Regions from separate parts of the Zea mays genome. Here regions 2 and 3 are each linked to region 1. The links are chromatin contacts, called in public Hi-C maps. All regions are on one chromosome and are shown on one strand. Each heading gives the region's core, a stretch centred on a gene start, on an enhancer-like site or on the middle of the called end of the contact. The rest is flanking DNA. Distances are from core to core; before and after follow the strand shown. Region 1 holds the start of LOC100384533. Region 2 holds the start of LOC100383156. Region 3 holds the start of LOC103639615 (paramyosin).

Evidence for each region. Hi-C and Micro-C count contacts between places; a contact is called where the count stands out from the background.
Region 2: a Hi-C map of tassel shows a contact between it and region 1, with 2.2 times the contacts expected there. The contact joins the promoter of LOC100383156 here to the promoter of LOC100384533 in region 1. A contact is called at or near these places in 3 of 25 Hi-C or Micro-C datasets (ear, endosperm and tassel).
Region 3: a contact with region 1 is called in a Hi-C map of seedling, with 5 times the contacts expected there. The contact joins the promoter of LOC103639615 here to the promoter of LOC100384533 in region 1. A contact is called at or near these places in 6 of 25 Hi-C or Micro-C datasets (ear, leaf and seedling).

Annotation. Positions count from the first base shown.
Region 1 is chr9:161,343,769-161,348,256 of Zm-B73-REFERENCE-NAM-5.0, forward strand. It overlaps LOC100384533, which reads left to right and starts at 1,780. Exons shown (of 5, transcript NM_001177051.1): 1 at 1,780-2,326; 2 at 2,424-3,969; 3 at 4,050-4,162; 4 at 4,241-4,454. The coding sequence starts at 2,318.
Region 2 is chr9:161,596,391-161,600,878 of Zm-B73-REFERENCE-NAM-5.0, forward strand. LOC100383156 reads left to right here and starts at 2,181. Exons shown (of 14, transcript NM_001175821.1): 1 at 2,181-2,545; 2 at 2,643-2,716; 3 at 2,851-2,884; 4 at 2,970-3,028; 5 at 3,264-3,378; 6 at 3,457-3,494; 7 at 3,739-3,836; 8 at 3,983-4,038. The coding sequence starts at 2,327. It overlaps LOC100192056 (putative oxysterol binding domain family protein), which reads left to right. Exons shown (of 9, transcript NM_001137479.1): 5 at 1-148; 6 at 242-382; 7 at 456-653; 8 at 723-836; 9 at 913-1,190. The coding sequence ends at 1,056.
Region 3 is chr9:161,192,755-161,197,242 of Zm-B73-REFERENCE-NAM-5.0, forward strand. LOC103639615 (paramyosin) reads right to left here and starts at 2,331. Exons shown (of 9, transcript XM_008662350.3): 1 at 1,562-2,331; 2 at 517-714; 3 at 230-352; 4 at 1-9. The coding sequence starts at 1,645.

The DNA of each region.
Region 1 (4,488 bases), core at 530-3,029:
TCCGAGGTTACACAGATGCGCGACATATGAATCCTTTCCTTTGCACAAGGAAAAAGGAATATTATTTACTCTCCATGGTGTAGCGCAGTGCCGTGCCCGTGGAGTGTTGGGGGTGTTGCTGCCAGCCCAGCCAACACAAGAGTCCAGCTGAGGCAAGAGAGAGAGAGAGACGTATGTGGATAGCGCAGGCCGGAGGCAAAATTACTACTGCCAAAAAGGCTGGCTGGCTGGCTGGATGGCTGGATGGATCTCTGCCTGCCCCCTCTCGCCTTTTCGCTCTGCAGTGTGCAGTGCAGGTGGGGAAAAAAGCTAAGGTAGCGTAGCGTGCGTTTTGCTTGTGCATGGCATGTGCTCCGATCCTCCTCCTCCGACCTCCCGGCCCATTCTTTCTCCCTTCTTCTTGAGGGGGCACCCTCCGTCCTTTCCTCTTCTTCTTCCTTCAGAAATCGCAAGAAAATGGGGAAGAGAAGCCAGAAGCGCCTTATTCGACGCCACCAGGACGGCAGCATAGGCTGCATGGCAGGCCTCATCCGCATGTTCTATTCCCGCCATGACGCCAATAAGCTCCTGTTGGACAGGAAGCAGCCAGGGAGTAGAAGGCACAGTTTCAGTGCCTTTTCTGGTAAGTGTTTCTCTCAAGTACTATTGCTCAACAAATAATCTTGAGTTTGTACTTATGCACCCCAGAATGGTTGCAGGACGAAGGGGCCACTCAAGAAAGAATTCCAAGGACTTGGACGAAATAGATGAATACGGCGATTATGTAAGTTCTCTTCATACACGATGGCCAGTGTGTTCTTCAATCTCCAGATCAGTAAACAAGTTTAGCTGAACAATACAACAGTCTGTTGAATGGTTGTCCTTCTTCAGGCATGCGTGTACTTCAATATCTCCCACAGATACGGTTCTAGTTAACAATATACAAGGGCTTAGGGGTACCCCATCGATTGCATACTTTGCATGTATATTAGCATTCAAATGGGAATTGTTTATTTTAGTTTTTTTTCTAAACGTAATAGCAGGAGCTCTGCCTTTCAATTAAAAAGAACGGAATTGATCTAGTTTTAAAGAAAATCGGGTCTAAAACCTACACAGAGTGCACAAACAACTCACACAACGGTAGCCCTCCACACAAAACTCGTTCAGATTCATCGTTGTCGAGCTCAACGTAAAGGATGAGCAGCTCTGACTTCACTAGACAGGCCGCACATGGCTAAAGGAACTTAACGACTCCTACACCCAAACATCGACGCAAAAGGATGCCAAGCCTCAATACACTCCACGCAAGGCAGCTCCGGTTCTTCACCAACAAGTTTGCTTCTCCGCCTCGCTCCCGGCAATTGCCCAACCTACGAAACAATCCAATCCTTGATAAGAGGGTTTAGTCTCATATCATTGTTGTCGAGCCACATCCTCTGATGCAGCAGTTTCAGCTTTATGTTGCAAAACCCTACCTCCATCCGCATACCAGATGTCGAGAAGTGAAAGCAACAATCCAAGACGACATTGTGGCCAAGACAAACTTTAACAGCGGCGTCTTTAAAAAGGGAGTGACGTGTAGAACGTCACCGTCGTCCCTTGTTCGGGATAGATCGGATTTTTATCTATAGAAGACAATGTTAAGAATGCGACACTCCCGACGGGGGAAGTGGCATCCACAACCACAAGCGTCACCATTGCTGCGATGGCTTTTGGCCAAGAAGTCTCTCAGCCCATCGCCAGGCCAAACGAGAGGAGAGCCCCGCCGCAAGCATCTCGACCATAGTGCAGCCCTGCCAACGCACCTCATCGGGCCACTGGACGTCTCTCTCTCAAACTTTGTGGCCTCGCAACGCCCACGTAGGCACCACCCCTCCTCTCCGCAGGAACCACCATCACCAAGGCGTAGATCCAGCGAGAGGGCCCAAAACCAGGCTGACGGCCCCAAAACCGCCGGACCCCGGTGAGGCCAGGGAGGAGACGCGGTTGTGGGCGGGAGGGGAGAACAGAGCAACTCCCTACCGACGCCAACCACGCGCCCCTAGCGCTGTCGGCCACAGAGCTGAGTAGGGCCGCCTCGCCCTCACACCCGCTCGCGCCCACTAGGATACGGTGCCCGAAATGCCGGTGGAATGCCACAGGCACCGGCTCCAACACGGTCGCCGGCACAGCCAGCAGCGCCCGGCCGGCAGCGGGCCTGAGCGCCTCCGTCACCGTTCCGGGGCCCGCGCGCACCCTCCGGCAGCGGCGAGACGGAGGGAAGAAGGGAGAGAGAGGCGGCGGCGACGGCTAGGGTTACGCCCGCCGAAGTTGCCCACGCGGGAGGCTCTTCAAGCTTATGTTCTATGTATGCATTATCTCATTCTTTCTTTTTTTTTTTCCTGCGTGCACATGTTACAGCGTATATTCTGAGAATTTGCATATCCTATATATATGTTTCTCAGAACATGGAGGAACCCAGTTCCAGCAAACCAACAGTCAAAAGACTTATGGAGGACGAGCTACGAAAGCTAAAACAGCTGAAGCTTCCAAATGATGAGGTTGAGAGAATATTAGCTGACCTGGGACATGGTGCCTGCCTGGACAAAAGTTCAGCCCAAAACAGCAAAGCGAAGAAGGGAGACCAAAATCACATCAGAGGTATCACCACCACGGCTGCTCCATCTGGATCTTTGGATCCCACTGCTTCCAACTGCATAAAAGAAGCAGAAGAAAATGAGCTTGAATTTGCCTTGGCAGATTTCTTAGGACGGATCCATAGAAATTGCAACAATAATGGGGAGTTATGTACGGAGATGAAAGCCCTAATCCAAACAAAGATTGCAGAGCTAGATAATCCTCCGTGCACATTTGCTTATGAGCAGCAAACTTCACGGGGTGACGAATATGATACTGCTGGTGGCAAACATCGATGTAGCAGTAGTAAAACTCAGCCCAAAAAATTCAGAGATGCGCTGGAGATGCTAAGCTCAGACACCGAACTTTTCTTTCAGAAGTCAAATTCACGTATTTTGGAGAGCGCCCAAAGAAACCAAAACAGACTGATAGGGAACAATCTAGAGCCCACAAAAATAGCAGATAATACCGACTCCAACAAAGATCCAAAGAGTCTGAACCAGCATGAGTTGGCCACCAGGAGATATGGTAAAGAGAGCAGGAATATCTTTTTCTGGAAGAAGGAAAGATCCTCACCAAGGCAGACTGCACAAGGAACCAGTAGTTCTCAGCCAGTTAACAAAATAGTTATACTGAAGCCAAATCCAAGGAGAGAGATCGGCCATGCTGTGGCTGTTAGTTCAACCCAAGCTCCAAAACTAGGTGCAACCGAGAGCTCAAAATTTTCAATTAAGGAGGTCAGAAGGAGATTCAGAATCGTGACTAGTGAAGCTACAAAAGGAATACCCTCAGTGTCTGAAGATAACCTCCAAAAAGGTCAGCATTGGCTCAACAGTTCAGCTTTCACAATAATAAAAGATACCAGACAGCTCGCTGAACAGACCTCAGAAGGGAAATTCTCATCTTCAGTTATGAAGGATTTTAGATCATCAAACAGCGGTAGGCAAAAGAAAAGAAAAAATGATGGGCCAACCGAAAAAAACAGTAGCATAATTACGTCATCCAAGGATGAATCTGTCTTCTATGACGAGGCCAGGAAACATCTAACAGAGATTCTCAAGGACAAAAGACAAACAACCAAGCAGCACCCGACACTTGAGATCTCAAGGTCCTTGGTGAGGATGCTTTCCTTCCCTCAGTCCAGCACATCATCACCTAGGAGTAGCCCTAGGGCAAAAGACTGCATTTACCTCTCACCTGAAGAGGCAAGCATTCGTGCCATATACAAGTCAAATAAAGATCTTTTAGAAGAAGAAAGCCAGTCTGGAGAATTTCCAGAGAATGTTGTGTGTGATCCTAGTGAAGCACTGCATGAGCAGGCTGTTCAGGAAAGGTGGTGCGTCAAAGAAGAAAGTCAAGAAACAACACAAGAAGGTAAGTTAAAACTTCCATAGTCAGCAAAATGGTTCAACAGAACACATGGTTTATATATGTATATGATAAAATATTTGCAGGTGCAGAACTTGACACTCTGCGCACTAAAGAAATTGACAAGCTGGATTGCATGGGAAAAAATAGCAATGCATGGGGCACCCCAGCAAAGCAATGCACATATAAACCATCACAAGTATGTTTCAGCTAGTTGTTCCGTCTTACTTTCATAGCTTCTGTTATTTTGATGGTTTTGTGCACTTTTGCATTAAAGGATATGGTGGGAGAAGCAGAGCCAGGACAAAGGCATGTCAGGACGTTTCCAAGCTCCCCTGAGAACGACTTTGAAAAACTGGAATGCCAAGAGCCCACGACTCCCCGACCGAGTGCACAGATCGAACAGATATCACAATTTTCTCCTGATGGAAACCACGAAAAGCAAGAACAGCCGAGCCCTCAATCTGTTCTTGATGTGTTCTTCCTCGACGGTACTGACACTGAAAACATGATAGAATGTAAACT
Region 2 (4,488 bases), core at 931-3,430, 250 kb after region 1:
CATGGCTTGTCATTGTGAAGGAAAAGGGTGGAAATTTTGGGGAGACAGCAATGTAAAGAGCAAGTTCTGGGGGCAAACAATCCAGCTGGATCCTGTTGGTGTGTTATCTGTAGAATTTGATGATGGAGAAATTTTCCAATGGAGTAAGGTAAATATACTTTGCTTTATTTTCACTGAACCCTTTATTATGCAGTGTGTTATCTGTATAATTTTTATTTATTAATTAAAATCTGTATACCAGGTTACAACAACAATTAATAACGTTATCATTGGTCAAATTTATTGTAATCACTATGGAACGATGAGTATAACTGGGAACAGGGGATATTCATGCAAGCTGATTTTCAAACGGCAATCTTTCGTTGAGCGCAACCCTCGGCAGGTAAAAAGAAATGCAGCATCCCATTGGAATCGTTTTGATGGATGTTACTAAGATGTAGCTGTATGTATGCAAGGTTGAAGGATTGGTTAAGGACGGTGATGGTTCGACGGTGGCAAGCCTAATGGGAAAGTGGGATGAGAGGATGTACTGCAGCGCATCAGGGCAGAATGTGATTCTGTTGTGGGAGAAAAATGAAGCTTCGACTAATCCCACTCGCTATAACCTCTCATCGTTCGCAATAACTCTGAACGAGTTGACTCCAGAACTCAAGGTAGGTAGATATAGGTCGTTATGATGCCTCCTTTGTTGTTAGCGCCACTTCTGAATTGCTGCTGGTTAGGAGAGCCTTCCACCAACGGATTCAAGACTCAGACCAGATCAGCGACATGTAGAGAACGGGGAGTATAGTAAGGCCAATGCTGAGAAGCTGCGACTGGAGAGGAGGCAACGGATGGTATGCCCATGCATCTCGAATATTTGGCGACAAATAGAATAGAAAAGCTTATGTAATTGGATTTTCTTCACTGCAGTCACGGAAGATGCAGGACAATGGTTGGAAACCAAGATGGTTCCGAAGGGATGATGACACATTCCGCTATGTGGGAGGTTACTGGGAGGCACGACAGCAGCGGAAATGGGACGGATGTCATGATATATTTGGTGAATTCGTGTGACTCAACAGTGAGGCTGCTCGGACCTTTTATATATATATATATATAATAATAATAATGATAATGATAATAATAATCTCTGGTCTCCCATGATAATATTAATATGTATGTGCAGTGTGACTGAACAGTGAACACATATATCTCGCGGATTGCTGTTGTCTGAGTTGTTTGTGCGTCGTTTTAGGCTCGGTCGTTTCACTTAAAACTAGATCAATTTTTTTTCTTCTTAATTGAAATACAAAAAAATTGTTACCGCTATTATATACGCATAATTGATTGGAATTGTTGACATTATTGGAGCGTGTATGTATGTATGTATGTGTATCTTCATGTAGTAGTATATATGTGTCTAATACAACAAGTAGCTAGATAGTCGAACTGGACAATTGGGCTGTACACTTTGTCGGGCTGCCGTGGTCCGCCACCCGCGTCTTGCCGGACTCGTTGGTAACGCGCATGGACTGTATCAATTTGGTTTGTATGTTCTACCAATTTCCATCACATATTTTGCTGTGCATTCATAATTACACCGACATACATATACATATACCGTCAGCTCTAAATTTCGAGTGTTAAGTTTCAAATAGTTGGTTTTATTACGGTAAAAAATAGATAGGAGATAAATATTTTGTTCGTTCAAATAAATCAGGAAACGAAATATGCTTCTTACATCCTAAATTACAAGTTATTTTAATTTTATTAAGATTTAAAACATATTAATTTAGACTAAAACTAAATAACAATATTTATAACATTAATTAAGTATTATTGGTTTTTTTTTATTATACTTATTCTATGCTATACGTATTTATAATTTTGATCAAGTCTTGATGTATTTTGACTATCTAAGCTTATAATGGTGGGTCAGTTGAAAACGAGTCACTCAAAGCTTTAAAAAAGTGAAAACTAGTTTATTTTATAAATTAGCCGTCTAAATTTATAAAAGTTATGTGTTCTCTTGTATTTTATTGGACGAATGGACGGTGTAAAAGCAAAACACGTGTAGTGAGCGAGTGCGGCGGTGGCAACTGACGTGACACGAGGGAGGCGGTCTGTGCCTGGCCCAGCCAGCTGTCTTGTTCCTCCGTCCGGGAGGACGAGGAGGAGGAGGCGCATCCCTCCATCCTCTGCGACTTGGTGCGTCTCTCGAGCTCGAGTCGATTGATGATTCATCTTCCTAGTCTCGTCTCCGCGCCATTCTCCAAATCCATCTATCATCACCATCCCGATCCCAGCCCCAGCCCCAGCCCCAGCCCCGCCAGACCCAGACCCGATGCAGCAACAGCAGGACCCAGCACCCGCCGATCCCGACCCACTGCCGCCCCCCGACCTCGGTGATGCCGCCGCCTCGTCCGCAACGCAGACGATCCCTTCCCGCAACGCCTCCTCCAAGTACGATTTCGTCAAGGTCAAGGTCTGGCTCGGGGAGAACGCCGACCACTACTACGTCCTCTCCAGGTTCCTCCTCAGCAGGATGCTCACAGTCACCAAGGTACACTACTAATTTCCTCTTTCCTTTATCCATCCATCAATCAATTAACCCTCCCTTCCCCTTGTATTTGCTCTTATTTTTTAAACAAAACACACAGATTCCTAATCATGTCGCCATCAAGATTGCCCTTGAGCTCAAGAAGCTGCTTGTCGACAACAGCCTGCTTGATGTGTATGTATATGCATCTTCTTCCTCTCTCCCATTCCCCTCCCCCACCATCTAACTATCCTATTAGCTTTCAACATGTTATATTGTATGCTAGTACCTTTTTTTTTCTCTAACTCCTGCACTTCCTTATTTTACAGATCCCAGAGTGATCTAGAGGCTAATCTGTTCAAGGTTAGGTACCTTCCTGCTTCCCTTCCCTGCTGCATGCTACTTCCTCAGCCGATTACACAAACTTATAACTTCCCTCCTTCCACAGCTTATGGAAAAACGGGGATACGGAGAGGAGTATATAAATCGCTATAAAATGATGACAAGGTACTCTGCTGCAGTGGCCAAAAATACATCTTCTGCTTCTCTATAGTAGTCTGCTTCTCTCCCCCCTTTCTTATTCTTCTATTAATACAAAGATGCACAGCTCTCCTGCGTATTCCAGGAAAAAACCACGATGTTTGTGCTTATCCTACATTCGCATAGAAAGAAACTCTTCTCTCTTACACCAGCGGCATTCAAATTACATGTTTCTGATGTGCTCATCCCCTACCTCGTGCAGGTTCCATCATCAACGGGTTCCACTAGTAATTTTGGTGTGTGGAACTGCCTGTACTGGAAAATCAACAATCGCTACACAACTTGCTCAGAGGCTCAATTTGCCTAATGTTTTGCAGGTGGGTTTATTATTTATCTTTTCCAGTCTATAGCTCATGTCTCATGTGCCTCGTTTCCTTACCCTTGTGCAACTGCAGACTGACATGGTGTATGAGCTGCTGCGGACATCAACAGAGTAAGTTGTGTCTTCTTTTTTTTTTTGGTTGTTTAATACTCCCTCCGTTTCTTTTTATTTGTCGCTGGATAGTGCAAAATTACACTATCCAGCGACAAATAAAAAGAAACGGAGGGAGTAAAAAAATGCCACTACCTAGTTCTGTTGCTGCCCTTGGTCCCTCCTTTTTGTGAAGATATGTGGACCATCCATGATTTGAGTTTGGGCACATAAAAATTTGTACTCACGTGATTAACACATGCAGTGCGCCACTTACTTCAGTTCCTGTGTGGGCTCGCGATTTTAATTCACCTGAAGAGCTTATCACTGAATTCTGCAGAGAATGCAGAGTTGTACGCAAGGGTATGCCATATTTTATGCCCACTTTATCTTCTCTGCAAATGTCATTGTCACTTTATCTGGATCAAACTAGCTATAGTAATCACTCCATTGATTTCCTTTGGCTACCTGATAATATTGTCCCTATACTTTGTGCTACCTTTCACTAGGTTTGGCTGGCGATTTGAAGAAGGCCATGAAAGATGGGAAACCAATTATTATAGAGGTATGCTGCCTTGTGTTGTGTACATTCAGGATAAATATCCATATTACCTTCCACATGTCTCTCACTATCCGACCACAGAAAAACCTCCCGACCAGACTTTGATGTCACATACCTTTTGTCTGACCTTTGTTTCATCAGTGTACATTGATGGGTACAGTACACAAGACATGTGGTTATATGATAGAAATTAGAGAACATGCACATGAGAGCGTGATTACCCAGAAACAATACCATCTAGAAAATATAATTATTTATGTTTATATCAACATGGAGGCATAGATAAAAAACTTGACCAGTGGGGTTTAAGACAGAGCCTGGTCGTTTTGCTTAAGATAGAAGGTACTCTTCGCATGTAGATTGAGAACCCCCCCCCCCCCCCCCCCCCCCCCCCCCCCCACGAACCTGTGCCCACCAATACGGCAACACTGTTGCCCATTTGAGAACCTGGGC
Region 3 (4,488 bases), core at 1,081-3,580, 150 kb before region 1:
AACCTTAAGCTGTGTATGAGGGAAAAAATATGAACGTCAACATAAGTACTTAAGTAGCAGTAGGGGTGCCCCATCAGGCACGCTACCAAAAAGTACAAGCATGAAATAGGGACCTACGTAACTGTTGGCAGCTATGATTGGAATGTAATACCAGCATATTTTTGGCTACCAAATCATGTAAGCAATGCCCAAGTGGCCATTGGAAACAAGGAGGTGTAGCGAAACGCACCTGCAAAACTGTTCCAGAGTTGCATCTCTTCAGTGGCAAAGAGATAGCGGTTGGATCGGCCAAATTCAGAAAATTAGAGAGATTTAGAAGAATCTCCCCAAGAATGCCAGATTTTGCCGATCCCTGGAACATTACATGAGAGCAGTTGTTAGTGACCCAAAAATTGCATAGCCATGCGACAGGAATAAGACAGAGTAAATAGCCTAAGGTAATAGGCATCGAGATTGAAGCAGGAACTAGACATCCAAGAACAGGTAAGGTAGGAAAATATGCATCATGGTACATACCAGGGAAACAATAATCCTGTACTGGCACTCTTGAAATTCTTTGGAGACTTGGTCCTTGGAGAACCATATGGGTTCCAAGATGGTGTCGGGCCACTGGCATATTCCACTACGAGAAGCTACTTTAGTGGACTTTGCAATTGTTTTTCCATTGTCTACGGAGACTATGGAAAGGAAGAGCCTGTCTGAAATGGCGGGGACCTGTAAAAAATGAAACCAATCCATGAGACACGAAAATGGAGGGGATACATGTCATGTAGCACATGGAATAAGATAAACTGCAGGAAAGGCGCATATGAAATGAATGAGAAGTCAAACAAAATTCCACTGGCATATTCTACTTTAAAAATGAAGAGGAAGGACGATTCTTTTTCCGGGGTACACGCACACATGAACGGCAGGCAACTCGTGAAACAAAGTAAAGTTGGACCCCCTGAGAAAGTAAACTGATTGAATGGCAAAAGGTAGCCATTGAATCACCAGGGGAGGGAGGGGACTGGGAGAGGAAGCAAATAATGCGATTTGCATATGAGATTGGTTTGGTACAAGCAAAGCAGCACGGCTTCCCGTTTGCCTTCCCTTTTGGGAGTGGCTTTGAGGTAGGCACACACGTGACGTGACGTGAGTAACCAAGGAAAGGAGGCACAATAATAATTCGTACGATACGAGCTACTCCAGTAAGCTCGAGCATGATCCTACATTGATGTAGCAAAGGTGAAGGAATGTAGGTTGGATGACGAGTGTCTGCCATCACATCAGCAGCGGCCTTGGCCTAGCGGGAGAGAGCAAATCAGCAGATGAAAGGCAAGCAGCAAAGCGATTACTCCAGTAGATAAGATATGAGAGAAGAATTTGTGGTAATCGCAGGGCCTCTCTTTTGTATCGGATCGGGTAAGCGAGGTTTTGGTACTGTCTGTCCTCCCCCGCTGGCCGGCCGGCTAGTCCCTGAAGGAAGGAGGGAGGGAGAGCAGGAAGAGAGTAAGAGAGAGAGAGAGAGAGAGAGAGAGAGAGAGAGAGAGAGAGAGAGAGAGAGAGGAAAGGAACCAACCTGGACGGCGCGGAAGTTGGAGAATCTGAAGTCGAAGCGCTCGCCGACGCGGTCGGAGGAGCGGTGGCGGTGAAGCTTGAACATCCTGCCCTGCTGGTGGTGGTTACCATGCGATGCGGCCGAGGGGAGAGCGGCGGCCCTCCTCCTAGATTGCGGCTGGGGTCGGGAGGTGGAACTGCGGTTGGTGATGCTGACCTGAGACTGAGATACGGCGGCGCATGGAGCGGCCGTGCAGGTGCGGCGCAGCAAAAGGTGTAGGTGGTGGGTTGGGGGGAAGAAGAGGAATCTTAGGAAGCGGAGAAAGAAACCATGTCCCCCGACTTCAGCCACCTCACCTCAGGGGGAGGGGGAGGGAGAGCTCTGCTGGAGAGGGGAGGGAGGAGGCCAGGTCGGGGTCGGGAGAGAAGACCGGACCGGAGCAGACCAGACCAGACCTGGTTGGGAATGGGAATGCAGGCATATACCTACCGAGCCCGAGCCCGAGAGGAGAAGGCGCAACCTCAACTTCTCTGGCTGGTGCGTGCAATGGCTGTCGTCAGAACAGCAGGCCAGCTGCCTTGTGGTTGCGAGATTTCTGAGGCGATCTCGCGTGTCGTCGTCGTCGTTGTCGTCGATGTCGCCCTTGTCTGGTACTTCTCCTCGATTGGCAAGAGCAGTGGCATTGTTCCGCTCGCCCTCCTCTCGTCTGCTTCCAATAACCGACTTCTTGGAGAATTGATGTCAAGGTGTCTGCATGCAGAATTGATGTTCTGAGCCGAAATGCTCAGCTCGTAACAAGCGTACATAGTTCAGAAAGTTAAGTAAGCAGAACTAAGGCCTGTTACCTAGTTTTTTAAAAATCCAGATTATATCTCCAGTTTTTAGAAGCTGGTTTATAAAAAAAACCTGGTTAATAATATTTTGAACCAGCTCAGTTTTTATAAACTATCTTTAGCTAATGGAGACTATTTTTTGGTTTTTAAGAAACTAATAATCTAGTTTCTATAAACTGTGACAAACATTAGTATGCTCGGAACTACCTCAGTTTTTATAAACTATTTTAAAAAAACTGAGTGTTTTCAAACAAGCCCTAAGACAACTGAGATTGTCCATCAGACTCATTTCTATGCTTCAGTACATCTAGCAAAGCTACTAACCAAATTTCATTACTCAAAAGCAACAAAATTCCACAGGTTTTAACTACTCCGATTGAGCAGGCCACTACCACGCTAACCTTGACCAAGATTGTACTTAACGCAATGGTTTTAGAGAACTGTTAAAACCAAAACAACTAAACACCAAACCGATAAACCAGATAGACCATATGTCTTCTTCACGAACTACTTTTTTCTTGAGATTGTACCTGCATTTAATTCTCTTTTGTAGATTTGTACCATCCTCCACCATAAAAGTTGGACTTCATGTTATGCTATTCTGATTGTGAAACCAACTTTAGTGTTCTACTAAAGCACGTGTAAATTAATGTTTTATAGTAGTAGAGATTGACTGTTGACAAATAATTTATGAGATATTGAGGTCGATGATAATATATGTGTCGTTCGCTTTCATGTAATTGTTGCACACTAACATTTTATTGAATAATTTGTGTGCCATCACAACGTGCAACATTGTACTAATTCAAATAACCTTAAAACAACTTTGTTCATACGTTTTGACACCATATCCCACCATGCTAGCCTAAGCCTACATCCAATCGTGTCAGTCACGTCACTTATCGACCATACCATCAACGACACTATCAATCGTCATCAGTCCTTATCCATCATAGCGTTCTAGTGCATAGCCTTTACTGTCAGCCTACAACCACATCAATGTCACATCGACTTTTTATAGACTCTAAATTAAAACAAAACACGATGTTGTGTACCTATAGCAGAGGTACCTCAAGACGGCCCAAAAGATTGCTCAAAGATAAAGAGCGCCATCAACAAAACTCAATTCGGACCAAAGACACCTTAGTCGGGCCCGACCTAGTCATCCTAATTCCCCACACCAAGTCTGCACCAACTATAGCAACCCTGGTCTAGCCACCTCAACTAGGTTGGACTTGGCTCAATCGCCCCGACCAAGTTGGGACCAACCCAGGTCGCCTCAAGCAGCCCCAACCAGGTCGCCCCTAACATTTGTCGCTTTGAGCTAAATTAGCCTGATAAGAATCTTCAGTGCCAAGATGCAAAACCCCATGAATTCTTATACATGGCTAATGCAATTATGGCTCTCTGACCCCTCGGTGTGTGCTGCGTGCGATGAATGTGGCAGGTATAGTTTGAAGGATGTTGGAGGAGTTTGTGTTCGACCACCCGACTCTTCAAAGGACAACAAGGACCATTCACATCAACGGAAGACCACGATGGGCCTTGTTGGTCACTTGTTCTCAAATGTTGTGATTCAAGAACAAGGCAACACAATTGTTAAGTATAAAAGACCTTCGTCTTCCGAAGCATTATCTCCATATGGACATAATGATCATCAGATGAAGGTCATGAAGGACATGTCTTCATCATCTTAAAGATAAATAAGGATGCAAAGAGATGAGAATAGCAAGTATATCCAATTAATTCATTTGTATTTGCAATCTAAAACATGTATGAACATCAACAAAATTTGTATCACATTGATACCTTCGGCTTGCTCGAAGGTGTTGATGCGAGAGAGATTACAAATCAGCGTGAACAGTACGGTGCTACTGTTCATATATTTATAGTCACCGGACGCAGCCCGGGTGAAAGTACATTTCCCTGACATTTACTTATGATCGTAACATAAATCATTAAGGACTAAGTAGTCTTTTTCCCTTTCGGTCAGCACCATCATCAGTCTTCATCACCATCATGAGCCAAAGCTGTCACTCTGGCAATAGCTTCGGCGTTTATTCTTATCATCCTTAGATCATATCTTCATCTCGTACGCCTTCATCATGAGGGAAA